2 separate regions of the Mus musculus genome follow, and region 2 is linked to region 1. A link is a contact called in public Micro-C data. All regions are on one chromosome and are shown on one strand. The core of a region is the stretch at or near the end of the contact, and the rest is flanking DNA. Distances in the headings are between cores, read along the strand shown. Region 1 overlaps Tbc1d5 (TBC1 domain family, member 5). Region 2 holds the start of Tbc1d5 (TBC1 domain family, member 5).

Evidence for each region. Hi-C and Micro-C count contacts between places; a contact is called where the count stands out from the background.
Region 2: a Micro-C map of the G1E-ER4 cell line shows a contact between it and region 1. The contact joins the promoter of Tbc1d5 here to the enhancer-like site in region 1. A contact is called at or near these places in 7 of 39 promoter capture datasets (the C10 cell line, the HPC-7 cell line, liver and 2 more), 2 of 484 Hi-C or Micro-C datasets (B cells and the G1E-ER4 cell line), 2 of 115 datasets of contacts at active chromatin or transcription factors (bone marrow-derived macrophages and cardiomyocytes) and 1 of 9 other capture datasets (adipose tissue).

Annotation. Positions count from the first base shown.
Region 1 is chr17:51,012,614-51,019,673 of GRCm38.p6, forward strand. The region is part of intron 3 of Tbc1d5 (TBC1 domain family, member 5); the gene reads right to left. Among named protein-coding and RNA genes, the nearest start is that of Gm31083, 140 kb to the left of the region's middle. Within about 2 kb of position 3,933, at least 3 of the 459 cell types and tissues checked have an H3K27ac peak or open chromatin away from gene starts, as enhancers often do. A contact at or near this core is called in the G1E-ER4 cell line and the HPC-7 cell line, where this site is marked.
Region 2 is chr17:51,176,427-51,183,486 of GRCm38.p6, forward strand. It overlaps Tbc1d5 (TBC1 domain family, member 5), which reads right to left and starts at 2,926. Exons shown (of 22, transcript NM_028162.4): 1 at 2,674-2,926.

The DNA.
Region 1 (7,060 bases), core at 2,683-5,182:
CCCTTTATTTCCCTCCTAGAAGATAAAACAGAAAATATTTTATAGATTAATGTCTCAAATTGTACCAGAAATCTTTTCTAAAACAAATATATATAATTAGAACTCTGAGGAAGGAGAAGACAGCTCAGGAGGTAAGAGTAGTTTCTATGTGGGCAGGAAACCCTGAGTTCACACCCTCAGCTTCCACGTCCAGAGCTATGGAAGGCTATGGAAGGCATTGAGCACAGACACCAACAGAGATGGAGACAGACAGAGTCCAGAAGCTCACAAGGAGATTGACCTCAACTGTGGGCTCCAGGTTCAGCGACAGAGGTCGGCTGAGAGACTAAGGTAGAGGGTAACAAAGAGAGGAACCCTAAGAACTCCTCTGGCCTCCGAATGCAAGTGCATGGGCACACCCATCTGCATATATGTACACACAGTTCATTCAAAAAGCACATGAACAAATGAGAATTTTCACAACAATAATAGTTTTAAAATTAGCAATCCAAATCTTCCTAAGACTGAAAAAAACATGCTAAAGTATTTTAATTGTGTTTTTTGGAAATTGATCTTTTTTTTCTCATTTAAGATACAAAGTAAGTGACCTTGAAATATATACTTCCTATGAAAGCTGAAAAGGGTTTGATTTTGTATAAAAATCTTCAAATCCTAGACATGAGTAACACATTTAAGAATATAATCACACTCATTAAAAGAAATGGTAAAATGTTCCTCATACAGATTTCTTTAAAGCATATAAGATAATAATTAAAAATTGAAGTGACTAATAACAAAGAATTAGTAAACACAGAGGTAGTTGTTAGAAAAAAAAAAGTGGAGTGGGGAAAGAACAAATTAAAAGAGACCTGTAACATCTGTGTATCAATTTACCAAGTACTGTTACAAACACAACAAAGCAAATGTTGGCTCACGCTGGAACTTCTTTGTCATCATTAATGTATTCAGGCGTTCACAGCTAAAACTGCTATACTTTGAAAGGGTGTTCAATGAAAGAAAACTCATATTTAACTTTAAAACAAAGCTGTCAGGTTAGTTCAACTAAAATTTCTGTGAGTGTCCAGAATATCTATTCAAAAAACAACCTATCATGGTCTTGATTTATAAATGAAATAAAAGGAGATTGTGTTTAACCAAGTGTACTTATTTTTGTGAAAACGGAGAAATAAACAACTTCGCCAGGAAAGAATTGTATGGCTATTTTCTTTCATTACTTGCTCTGTTTCTCAAATTGATACAAATGATCTCCTTCTGTTTCTGTCTATCTGCTTGCCTTGTCAGGATTGGGGAGATCTCTGTATCTAAATATAAGATGTGCAGTTTGTAACCTGCTTAATTTGCCTTATGTCCTACATGCCCTCAGTATGGTGTTCATTAAAGACTCAGCTGTTTTGTTTCTACCAGTGGCAGCCCAAATATAGCCTTATTTTTCTTTGTTAAAAGGCCAGATTGTGCATAAACATACACCTCATCTGTGTGTGAGTGTGCATGGTGTGCATGTGTTTAAATGGCAAACATTTCCCAAGTTGGTAAATATTTCATCACTTGCCCTCTAACCTAGTATCTGAACAAATGAAGTAGTTGCTTTTTCATAAGAACAATTACTGTTAGTCTTCTGGAAAACTATTATTTGATATATATCTTACCTATAATATATGTAAATATATAATATATAAATATGTCACTTGAGATATAGCAAATACATTATTCTTAAATAATTAAAAATAAACAGAAAATTGTCAAATTTAGTAAATGGTTAGGGAAACTAATCAAAAAAATTTATGAAAAGATTTGTTTTTAATATGGTACTAAGTTTACTTGTGATCTTAATTTTAAAATGAAGTTAAATGTTTATTATTAAATATTATTTAAGTATTAGAGAATTATGCCTGATAATTAAATTAAAATAATTTAACCTATGTGCTAACAAGCATCACCTATGTTTCAATTTGCCATATGATACATACTTATTAAACAAAATTTAATAAGTATTAACTACTATATACACACATAATTGTTTTAAGAAAATAATAATTTTATCCCAAATTCCTCTCAAAATGAAAAAAAAAAAAAGAAAGAAAGAAAGTGGCCCTCTTAGGTAAACATATTGTTCCTATTAGCACTCACTGGGTTTATTTAAAGAACCATATCAATGAGGCTATTTTTCTTTGCAAATATTAATTTCTAAGCCATTTACTGTTTTTGCTTAAAGATATGAAGAGTAAGTGGTACGCAATACCATTTTCTTACAAAATGTCATGGAACATTACTTCTCAGAATGAAACCTGCTGTCATAATTGGTAAACAAAAAACAAGGTTCAATTACAAGACCAAAATCTTAAGTGATTACTCTCTGATGTACTGAGTAAGTAACATAAAGAAAAAGATACAAATGTGAGGTTAGACATAGGAAGGGAGGAAGGAAAGGAAAGGAAAGGAAAGGAAAGGAAAGGAAAGGAAAGGAAAGGAAAGGAAAGGAAAGGAAAGGAAAGGGGAATAGGAAGAAGGAGGGAGGGAGGAAACTACTTTTAAAAATTGGGATATTACTCTAAATCTTACAAAAATGAGAAGAATTCTAAAAAGCACTATTCACAATTGAAAATGAATAAAGTTCACAATGGGCATGGACAAATTCCTAAAAACATGTTAAGTTATTAAAACTGATTCAAGAAGAGATAATAGGAATAGATTTTAAAGAAGAAAATTAAATTAATCGAAATCTTCCCCAAAATAAAAGCATTGGAAAGGACTATTGATGAATTCTACTAAATATTAAGAAGTAATGCTAACTCTTCTTGAATTTTGCTCCAAACTAGAATCACTTCTCTGCATGAACAGCATACCAAACTTGGTAACCAGAAAAACAGAAATATTGCCAGACCTAATGTGTGTGTGTGTCAAAACCAAGGGGTATTTAATTCAGTTACAAAGGTGATTGTCTAAAGAAGTAACTATCAAACTAAAGCATTAACAGAATAAAAGAAAATCTGTATGATCATCTAAGCTGATGCAAAGCAAGTATTGGACATCACCGAATATGCTTCCCTGATTAAAAAAACTATGCAAAAAAAACCAGAAATGGAAGGAAACTTTCTACGTGTTACAAAACTACAACAAACTTCGAGCCAATAGTTAAAAACAAAAATTTAAAAATCAAGACTTCCAAGTTTCTATTCAGTTTTGTAATTTGTTTGTTTGTAGTTGTTGACTCTTTTTGTTTGGTTGGTTCCTTGGTTTGGTTTGGTCTTTGTTCTTAAGACAGAGTTTTTCTGTGTAGCCTTTGCTGTCCTGGAATTTGCTCTGTAGACTACAGATCCATGTGCCTCTGCCTCGGGAGGGCTGGGATCTAAGATGCATGCTGAACTACCTGGCAATAGAGATGGCTGTGCTGGAGAGATAGATAGTTTAGCTGTTTAAAGGCTAAGCTCACAACCAAAAACAAAAAAACAAAACAAAACAAAAAAAAAAACCTCTACCCAATTTTATACTAGAATTTCTAGCCAAATTCACTGGGCAATGGAAAATAAAGCACCAAAAGTTGAAAAAAAAAAAAGTATTTCTAATTATGATAACATAGTTTTAATGAGAAACCACTAAGTACATTAAAAAAAAGACTAATGAATGAGTTCAGCAAAGTTCAACAAAAATTTTAGAGTTTCAATCTGTAAAATTAAGAGAGGATACTAAGGAGCACAATATAGTGATCTATTTTACAAAAGGCTTCTTACTTTATATGAAGAAACATTTCCATTTTGGGATATCCAAATGTTATCAAATAAAGCTGTTGTTTGTTATTGTTTTCTCTTTCTGTCAATCTTCTCTGTCTGTCTCTCTTTTCAATGCTAAAGACAAGTATGCTCTATAGTGCTTGAGCCATGTGTACTCACAATCATAGTGTTTGTACAACTAACAGTTCATCTGTTCACTTCCTGTCCTTGCATTACTTCTGCAAGATTGCATCAATGGTGACTGACGCCTGCCACAGCTGATAATTAGGCTCCTGACTCCGACTGTGCCTTAGTCTCTAGTTTTGAATGATAGTAAATGGCATATATCCAGGCCATCAATGGTGTTTGCTCCATTTCTACTCCCCACATTTTTAAACTTACTATTTTTTTCCTCTTTATTAGTTGGTCTTCAGATGTGTTGACTATCTGGTCATATTACAGAGGAAGCTGCAGGAAGAGACTCCTCTCAGTCTGCCTGATGCCTTAGTACCTAACAGTACCATACAAAAATAAGTTTTTGCTTTTAACTTACCAGTTTTTTCCTTCATTCTTTTATGGATACTGTTTTCAGAGTTTGTCTTAAAAGCTATCATCAAACCCATTTTGACCTAGATATCATGATGTCTTCATTTAGACTTACAATTCAATTTGTATTAACTGTTGTCATCTCAAACGGTATGCAAAGACAGACAGACAGGCACATTCCAAGTTTTCTATGCACATGCACATGGATGGCAACTATTTGCAGTGCTGCTTGCTGAAAAGACTACTCTCTTCTCTAACAAATTTCCTTTTTGCCCTTTTTAAAATTTGGGTGCTACTCTTGGGCTATCTATTCTAGGGTCAGACAGCATCAGTTCTCCAAATCTGTTTGCTTGCAATGATCTGACTACTCTGGGCAAATCTTGAATTTTATGAGAAATCATGTCTGATTGTTGAAAAGTAATTAAATAAATACAGAAGGTCACACTCAAAGGTTTTTGAGGGCTTTCTTTAAGTCAATGCAGGCAACAAGGGATATACTACATAACTGGGAATTACTTCTGAGATGCTGCAGCTCTAACAGGTGAACTGACCTTGACTCCAAAGAAGTAATAAAACCAAAGGACTTTATTTCAAGAAGGTACTAAGCAATTTCTCAGAAGATACAGAGTTCATTAAGAACTCATGCCTTTAATCCTGGGACATAGGAGACAGAAAAAGGTACACATCTAGGAGTTAGAAACCAGGCTGGTCTATATAGAGAGACTCAGGCCAGCCAGAAGTGCATAGTAAGATCCTATTATAAATAAACAATAAATAAGTATAATTTATATTTATTAATAAATATATATTTGTTATATTTCTATCAGAACATCATTGTATATACAATAAACATCATATAATAAAATTTAAATATAGATCAGACCTAAATAAATAATAAAATGGAGCAGCAAGGGGTGGAAGAAAACCGATCTATTATCAATATATTTTTTAATGGGATAGGAAGAAGAGGAAAGGGAGCAGAACAGTGGATGTTGGAGGTGGGACTGATGAAAAGAGAGAAACTAGAAGACAGTCCTGAATCTCACTGAGATGAGATGGAATTAGTTTTTCCACTCTTTATCCTCTGAGCTTCTCACATTTCTTCACTAAATATTTAATACCTAATTATCTTTTATATATGTTCTATTTTAATTTTATATCTTTACAAACATTTTTAACTACTAATAAGCCCCCCCCCAAAAAAGATAGAAACCTAAAGTAACAGAAACTTAGTGAATTGACCAAACTAGGTCAAAGGATTCCCAATTTAAGTTATTATATTGAATAATATGTATCATATCTATTTATAAACTTGCTGCTCTTCCATAGTACCTGAGTTTGCTCCAAGCATCTAGATCAGGTGGCTCACAATTCCCTGTAATAACAAGTTCAAAAAATCTGATACTGTTTTTCTGACCTCCTTAAATATTCACATACATGTAGCATACAAGCACACACATTATAAATAAAAAACAACAGATATTCTCTTAAAAGAGAATTACAGGAGTGGGAAACTACTCTGTCCTTCTGAGAAACTTTTCCAGAATTCAAGACTTAACTCTAAGATAAGAAATTCCCAGATTTGTTGCAGAATTTTCCCTGTCCAATCACATTAGGCAGCAGGAGGCTTGTGACTGGACAGGAGAAGGAGGCAGAGCGAGAATGGAAGGAGACGGAGAGGTATGAGGGGGAGAGGGAGAACCAGAATGCAGGCTGACATTCTATCAAAATGTTAGAAGAAGCCGGGCAGTGGTGGCGCACACCTTTTATCCCAGGACTTGGGAGGCAGAAACAGGCAGATAAGTTCGAGGCCAACTTGGTCTACGGAGTGAGTTCTAGGACAGGCAGGGCTATACAGAGAAACCATGTCTCAAAAAAAAAACCAATAAATAAATACATAAATAAATAAATAAAATGTTAGAATAATTGTGTTAAAGCTTTATCATTATCATTTGGCTCTGAAATTACTATATTGGCCTCTTGTAAATTCTGTTATTATTGATACTTAAATCTGATTGGCTAATTAAGCATTAGAGTCTTGATTCTACCAAGTAATTAGGTGTTGAGATGGCTAACCAAGAGTGTGTGGAGCTTTGGGTAAAAGCAAGAGGAACTCAGGGGACCCATCCAAGATGTGGCCTAACAGGGCTGGCCAGGTGGCAGGCAGAGAGAACAAGCCAGTGAGATCAACTGGTGCAGGGGGCTAGCTCTAGATATTTTCTGGAATACAGATTAGTGTTTAAAACAAAGTACTTTTGAGAACTATTTTTGCTTATTTTATATTATACAAACATATAAATTTTCTGTCATTAACATAATTAATTGTGAGTGATTTTCTTATATTCAAAATTTCAAATATTAAAGCAATATTAAGAAGGAAAAACTGAAGTGAACACTACTAAAGCTGTTCAGGAGACACGTTCCCTTCCCTAACAGATATAAACAATTTTAATCATATTTACACAATAGTAAATAGGACATGTAATGTCAACCATGAAAAATAACAAAAGAATTTGGTATTTCTGTACATTTTTGCACGCTTTCCTTTCTGATTTTCCATATGTCTTCCACCACTTTATAACTAGAAGCTCTTGTACAAAAATCAGTTAGGCCATTAAAAGTTTTTCTTTAATGGAGGTAAGAATTCATTACTAAATTTTTATATGAGAAGTATGCTATTAAATAATAGCTTATACACTAATTAAAGCAAATGTAATTGTGAGAACACATTGACATTGTTAAAGTAAATTAGTCAATTTGTTAATAGTTTCATTTAAAGTGACCCTAATTGTATTAATTGTGATACT
Region 2 (7,060 bases), core at 1,676-4,175, 160 kb after region 1:
TGGCTAGTTTTTATTGCCCTTACTAGCCAAATAGAGGGCCAGGAATTTGATTAAGTTCTAAACCTAAATAATAAGAAAACAAGTGTAAAACGACAAATACAAAGAAATTTTATCAAAACTAGGCATTGGGATAGAAGAATAGGAAAAAGCCTTCCGTATAAAATATGCATGAAGGTGAAGGGAGGGCAGACATAGGTGGGCCAGGAAAGGCCTTCCAAGTCAAAGCAAAGAAGACACAGTTTACATTTAGCAGTGAAGAGATTGGGACAGCCAAACGTGTGAACAAGTGCGAGCAGAATACAACTTTACAGGTGTGTCTTACGCAGCTCACTCAGGAAGAGCAGAAGCACCAGGCACAGGGTATTAACAAGGGGACATTTTAATTCTTAAAATGAAAATAAAGCTCCTAAACAGCAACACTACAAAAATTCATCCCTTTACTTCTAAATAATAATTAATAATAATAATAATAATAAAAAGGAAGTTATACAAGATAATTAAGATTTGCAAGGATTCATAAGTCAGCCAATCAGAATCCCAAATTAGTATTAGCTATGTCAATCAGGAATGTGATTTATCCATCCAGTTTCTGTTTGCTTAAAAGTTGTAACAATAAAGTGAGTTAAGATGTGTAATGTATTTTAGGATATAAAGAAGCAAGGTAAAGTAATAACTAAAATTAAGATTATAAAACTTATGGGACTAGAAGTAGCTGCTATTAGACTTCCATAAAGACTTTCATAAAGCTCTTTAGAACTTAACTACTTAGCCTGTAAAGGGCTCTACGTTCAATTCCTTGTACCGTAGAAGTAAAAGGACAACCATTTTTATGTATGAAAACCAGAAGAAGTACATGGAATACTTTAAACTCTTTCATTTACATTATAAAAATTACATGAAGGAAAAAAAAAAAACAAATCCAGGTAGGACACCCTTTGTGTGGCTCTCAACTGTTTAAAATATGTGCTTCAAATACCAAGAACACACTGCCCAACTGAGGCTACACTTGAAGATATCAGACACAATGATTTTGCCAATCGAAGAAACTTTCAACCAGCATTACACACGAACCCAAGATTCCGAGCCTATGCCTTAATAAAAACTCAATGAACTGGGAAGCGAGTCTTTTAAGAAGTACGCCAAACCATTTTAACAAAAATAAATAAATAAATAAATAAATAAATAAATAAAACAAAAATGTGGTGCAGGCACCACACAGCATACAGAGCACACAATTTGTACTTCTTTTCCTTCTCCTGGAATCCAGCGTTGGTTCACTCTACTTCCCCCAAGCAAACTTTATTAGTGCACCCTGACACTGAACTTTCCTATCAGGCCACCTCTTCATTCCAAGGGGTGTGTGTGTGTGTGTGTGTGTGTGTGTGTGTGTCCGTCCTTCACAGACACGTAACTTCATTTCTATACACAGAAGATATTTACACCTTTTGTATTGAACAAGGTCTTGTCCATCACCACGTGAGAAATGCAGAATAACAAGTTGTATCAGTTACCACATCCACTGAATTCCTATCACATTTTTAACAAGAACCCAACCCCCAGGGACTCAGGTTTGATCAACGCTCTCTATCCCACTGCAGCTGCCCTTTCCATTCTATTTCGGACACCAAGGAAGTCCTGGAAATAGAACTGAACCAAAGACGCATAACGGAAAAGTGAGTTTCTTTCCCACTGTATTCCAAGAGTTCTTTTCCAATAGTGCATCCTGTGCCACAGCACACTAATAAGAGGTGGTTTGTGGACTACACTGTGATGGACTACGCGTACAAAAGCCCTAGCATTTCAGCACAATCCACCTCAGGCAGTTTAGCATGTAACCTGCATAGTAAAGTTTCAGTCCAGTTCAGAATTGAGAAATGGGGACTCTGCAGAAAGTGATGGGGGGGGGGGGGTGGAAGTTGAAGGGTTATAAAAGATGTAACCTTCAAAAGCTGTTACCATTCTCAAGCGCTGAATTGGTTAGTAAGTCGTCCTGAAACTATTAGTAACTAGGAGTGACCAAACTCTAGGTCGCATATCTGCACAGAATGTATTGGAAGAACAGTACATTTCCAGGAAAACAGAGGGGGCAGGGGGAACTCTCCCAAGTCGTTCTCCTCGGGTCCTGCCAGGCCTCGAACTGACAGATGCCGGCGTGACTAACTTAAGTAGCACTAAGGCAAATTAAGGCAGGAGAGGGTTTCTCTCCTCCGAGGCTGCTCGGCTCCGGGCTCCAGCCGCCTGACTTCCGGCCTGGGAAGGAAACGTGCAGCCCAGGGCTGAAAGAAACAGGGAACCGGCCAAAGAGGAAGTAGAGCTGGCTGAGCAGCTCGGCAATGCCCGGTAGCTGCTTCCCGAGCTCGTCCGGGAGCGAGGACCGAACGGGGACGGGGACTGGGACGAGCGGGCTGAGAGAGGCTGCCTCGCCCGTGTGCGCGCTCGCCCTTCCGCCCGCTCGCCCGCCGGCCCGCAGCGGACCGAGCCCCAGCCCGCCTCCCTTCCCAGCCCGCGCGCAAGCCGCGGCCGGCGGCTCGGGCCTTCCCTGGCGGCGGGACGGGGCCCAGCGAGGCTGAGGGGAGGCCGGGGAGGGAGCGACGGCTGTGCAGCTGCCCGGGGAGGCTGACGGGGGAGGCGAGGCGCTTTTTCACCGTTAGCATCGTTATGTTATTTTTTTACCTGTAGCGCAGCAGGGCTCCCCAGCTCCTATTCCCTGAATCCTCCTCCCCTCCTTTCTCTCTCTCTCTCTCTCTGTCAGTCTCTCTGTCTCTCTCCTCTCTTTATCTCGCTCTCTCGCTCTCTCTCTCTCTCTCCCCGTCAGTCTGCCGGGCTCTCGTGGAACACGCCGGGCCTGGCCCGACCAGCAAGAGAATGGGGCGGGAGGTGGCGGCGGTGACCAGCGGCCACGTGACCACGCTCCCTCCGTAACGGCGTCCGCCTCCTGCTGCGCGCCCTCCCGGCGCTCCACCTCTAGTAACCCCGCGCGCCCGGGGACCCGTGCGCAGGCGCGCGCCCGGGCCTGGGACGAGCCAGCGGGTGAGCCGCGGGTGACCCGCGCTCTGGGAGCCTGGTGTCTTGGGGGATAGGTCGGGGTGAAGAGGGAAAAGGGGACGCCCGAGACCAATGGAGCTGCCTGGGCCATGCCGATGCGCATGCGCGCGGGGCCTCCCTACAGTGGGAGCCGGCCTTCTGCCACAACCCGAGGTCCCCCACTTGCCACCAGCTTCCCAGGGTGGGACTGGCATCGAGGAGATAAGTCAGGCCTGGGAACGTCCTAAGAATCTGGCACTCCTGCCTCGGATCGCACAATTTCCTTGTCTCCTGTAAATGGCCTTCCCTTCATCCTTGGTCTACAGCTGTACAGACTGATGACAGATAGGTCGTGCCACCCAATTTTGTAGGGACTCACTACCTCTTTGTGAAGACCTTCTTTGTATGAATCCAGAGAGGTGCTGTTTTTTGTTTTGTTTTTTTAGCAACCCCACACCTGTAAAAACACACAGGTTTTATCTTCTCAGACCTCGAATCTAGACTAATGACTAGTCATTAGATAGTTAATCTAATGAATGACAATTTTGGCAAATGACTAGACCCTGGTTTTACCGCCCTATGCCCCTGCTTAATCCTGACTTAAAGTTGCATTTAACCTCCAGCAATGGGAGGCTGGTATTTTCTTCTTCAATAAGAAAGTGGTAAATAGCTCATCTGAGTTGGAGAGAGAGAAAGAGAGATCTCTTATTAATCTGTCTTTACAAATAGCGCAAAAAAAAAAAAAATCAGTTGTTATGTTCAGATTATGGAAACCAAAACAGAGGTCAGAAAGTTAGCTAGCTTCCAAGGAAGGCATACCACACTTAACACAGTGATTCTCTTTTTTCTAATGCCCTTCTCACTGTAGCAGAAATTGAACAGGTTGAATAGAGTAAGCTATTAAAAGTTCTGGCTAAACTCATGATTACATTAGTCTCATGAACAGAATCCTAAGAAATAGGAAGATGCATCATGCTGTATTTGGATATTGCTCTCCCAGCTAGCAATACAGCAGTCAGCCACATGACTGGTATTCTACAATGTATAGTGGACTTTGTTCTCCGGCACCGAAATATCTCACCGCAGACCCTCATCTCCTTCCTGAAGTACTGACTATGCTGGTGTTACTGGGACTGTAGAGGTCCTTCAGTGTGGTCACCAAATGACAGGAGAAATCTCTATCCCCTCTTGGGACGCTTAGTCTCATAAATAGCATAATTTAAGAAGGGACCGAAGGGCAATTTCATTAGAGATGAAAAGAACATCTCTGAAGACTATAAAGCTCAGCTGCTTCTCAGAGATGGATAAAAGAAGACAGAAAGCAGCCATACCATTTGTGGTGATTAAATAAAAATCGCCCCCGTAGGCTCATGTGTTCGAATGGTTAGTCACCAGAGAGTAGAGTGATAGAAGGATTTGAAGGTGTGGCCTTGTCAAAGGAAGTGAGCTTTTGAAACCTCAAAAGCTCATAGTGGGCCCAGTCTCTCAGCCTACAGATCAGGAGTAGTTTTCAGCTGCTTCTCCAGCACCATGTCTACCTGCATGTCTCCAGGTTCCTCACCATGATGATAATGGACTAAACTGACACTGTAAGCAAGCTGCCAATTATTATTTTCTTTTCAAAGAGTTGACGTGGTCATGGTGCCTCCTAAGACACCATTGAAGCTGGCACAGAGGGTAGCTACACGGCCAACCACCAACTGCATGGTATGGAAGGAGACTTTACAGAAAGAAAGAAAGAAAGAAAGAAAGAAAGAAAGAAAGAAAGAAAGAAAGAAGGGAGGGAGGGAGGGAGGGAGGGAGGGAGGGAGGGAGGGAGGGAGGGAGGGAGGGAGGGAGGGAGGGAGGGAGGGAGAGAGAGAGAGAGAGAGAGAGAGAGAGAGAGAGAGAGAGAGAGAGAGAGGTAGAAAGAAAGAAAGAAAGAAAGAAAACCCAGAGTGTTAAGGAAAACAAGATTAGGAAGAGACAGAAAAAATTCTAAAAGTAGTCTGACTTAACTAGCTACACAGCTGCAGCCTATACAGGGGATTGGGATTCTAGGTAGGAAAAAGGACAGGATTTCATTGAAAAGATAATTAACCCCACCTATCTCTCTAACTTAAGGTGAGTCCACCCTTCTACAGGCAGCCCTCTGGCCAAGTGAATGGCCCAATCCAGCTAGAATATTAGGTCTCCAGGCCTGAGAGTTAGTTCGCTGTCTTGATGGGGACTTAAATGCTAGGAAGAGTCAGCTAGGTCCCTGCTTGCCTAGTATATTATGTGACCAAAAATGCAAGAAGATATGAGAAACAGCCCAGTCATTCCCCACAACCTGCGTCCTGGTTGTTCCAAGATGGGCAGGCCCACCTGACCCCACTAAATGCAGCTCCACTATCCTTTAGATCACAACAGTAACTTAACAAAGGAACCAGTTCTCTCCTACTTGTTCTTTCTCCCCTCAGAAACAGTCTGTCTATAAGAGCTCAGTCTATAGAGCACTACGACAAGGTGGAGAATAACCCCTTAGGTTCAGTCTCCCAATGTTTTGTTTTGTTTTAAAGTAACCTTAGAAAAACAAACTGAACTGATGAATTCCATAGGATTCACTTATGCTACTTGTAATACAATTCAAGAGTTACAGCATCCCAGCATTGTTATAAATGTGGCAATATCTAAATGAACTCTTTGTCTTGGGTGACACAACTGGAAGCACAAGGGCCAGCCCTTGACTATAACTGGCTTTCTTTTCTTTTCTTTTCTTTTCTTTTCTTTTCTTTTCTTTTCTTTTCTTTTTGTGGTGGTGGTTTTAGGTTTTTTGAGACAGGGTTTCTCTGTGTAGTACTGGCTGTCTTGGAACTCACTCTGTCGACCACGCTGGCCTCAAACTCATAGAGACCTGCATGCCTCTCCGAATCAGAGTGTTGAGATTAAAGGTATGTGCCACCCACCACCTGCTGTCTAAGCCTCTGTCTTTATGAACATTCAACTCCACCCACCTAAGGCGGCCTAACGTGGTAATAAAATGTAAGTCCTGTGGTATGGCGTTGTCGACTGGAAAGTGAGAGGATTGTAGTTTTCTCTTTTTCAATCTTTTATCATTGTTGCTGTTTTTACAATAAAATCTGGTACACTCAGTTTCCTCCCTCGTGGTTTTCTTCCTCCTCTGAGGAGCTGAGGCGAAACACCCTCATCTCATCCTCTGCCCCACCCTCACACTGCAGCTACAGGACGAAGGTTTGGCTCTAGAGACATCTTAACTCTCATTCTAGTCATAGCAAATAAAATTGACATTATTTTTTAGAATGCCTACCAAGAAAATGAAAATAAAGATGCTGAAACCAGAAATCAATTTGTATGTAGTGTCTGCATACCTATGCGTGATAGACTTCTGGCTCCTCCTCTCTTCCAAATCTATTTTTCTCATCTTCCATTGGAATTGAGTTTCAGCTGGGAACACAGCCATCCATCTGGAGGCTACATTTTCTATTCCCCCTTGTGGCTGGGTGTGGCCATGTGACTCCATTTTCATCCAGGGAATGCTAGAGGGAGCAATGTGTTCATTTTCTATATTACTTGCTTTAAAAAAAAAATGTCCACCCTACAATGTTTCTCCCATTCTATTCCTGCTGTGCACTTCGTTCCAGAAATACAGACATAGTGACCTAGCTCCCAGGATGAACAGCCTAGCAGAGCAACTAAACATAGTTGCTGGGTCTCTGGATTGCTTCATGAAAACCTATCTATCCAACATTGACTCTCTGCTCTGACTTCTATTAGAGAGATAAGTGCATGACTTATTTAAGCCACTAAATTTTAAAGCTTTCATTAAAGCCAAATACAATATATAAGGCATTATATTTTGGTAAATAAGTTGCTAGGTGCAGAATCTTAATAATGTAAAACTGTCTAGATTTTCTTTTATAGCATAAAAAATGCATTTTTTCAAAGAAGAAATTATGTTGAGTTTATAGATACCTAATGTTAAATGTTACACTTAAATACTCCAAAGTATTTTACATTGTTATAAGCAACACAGTTCAAATTGTCAGCTCCTGTC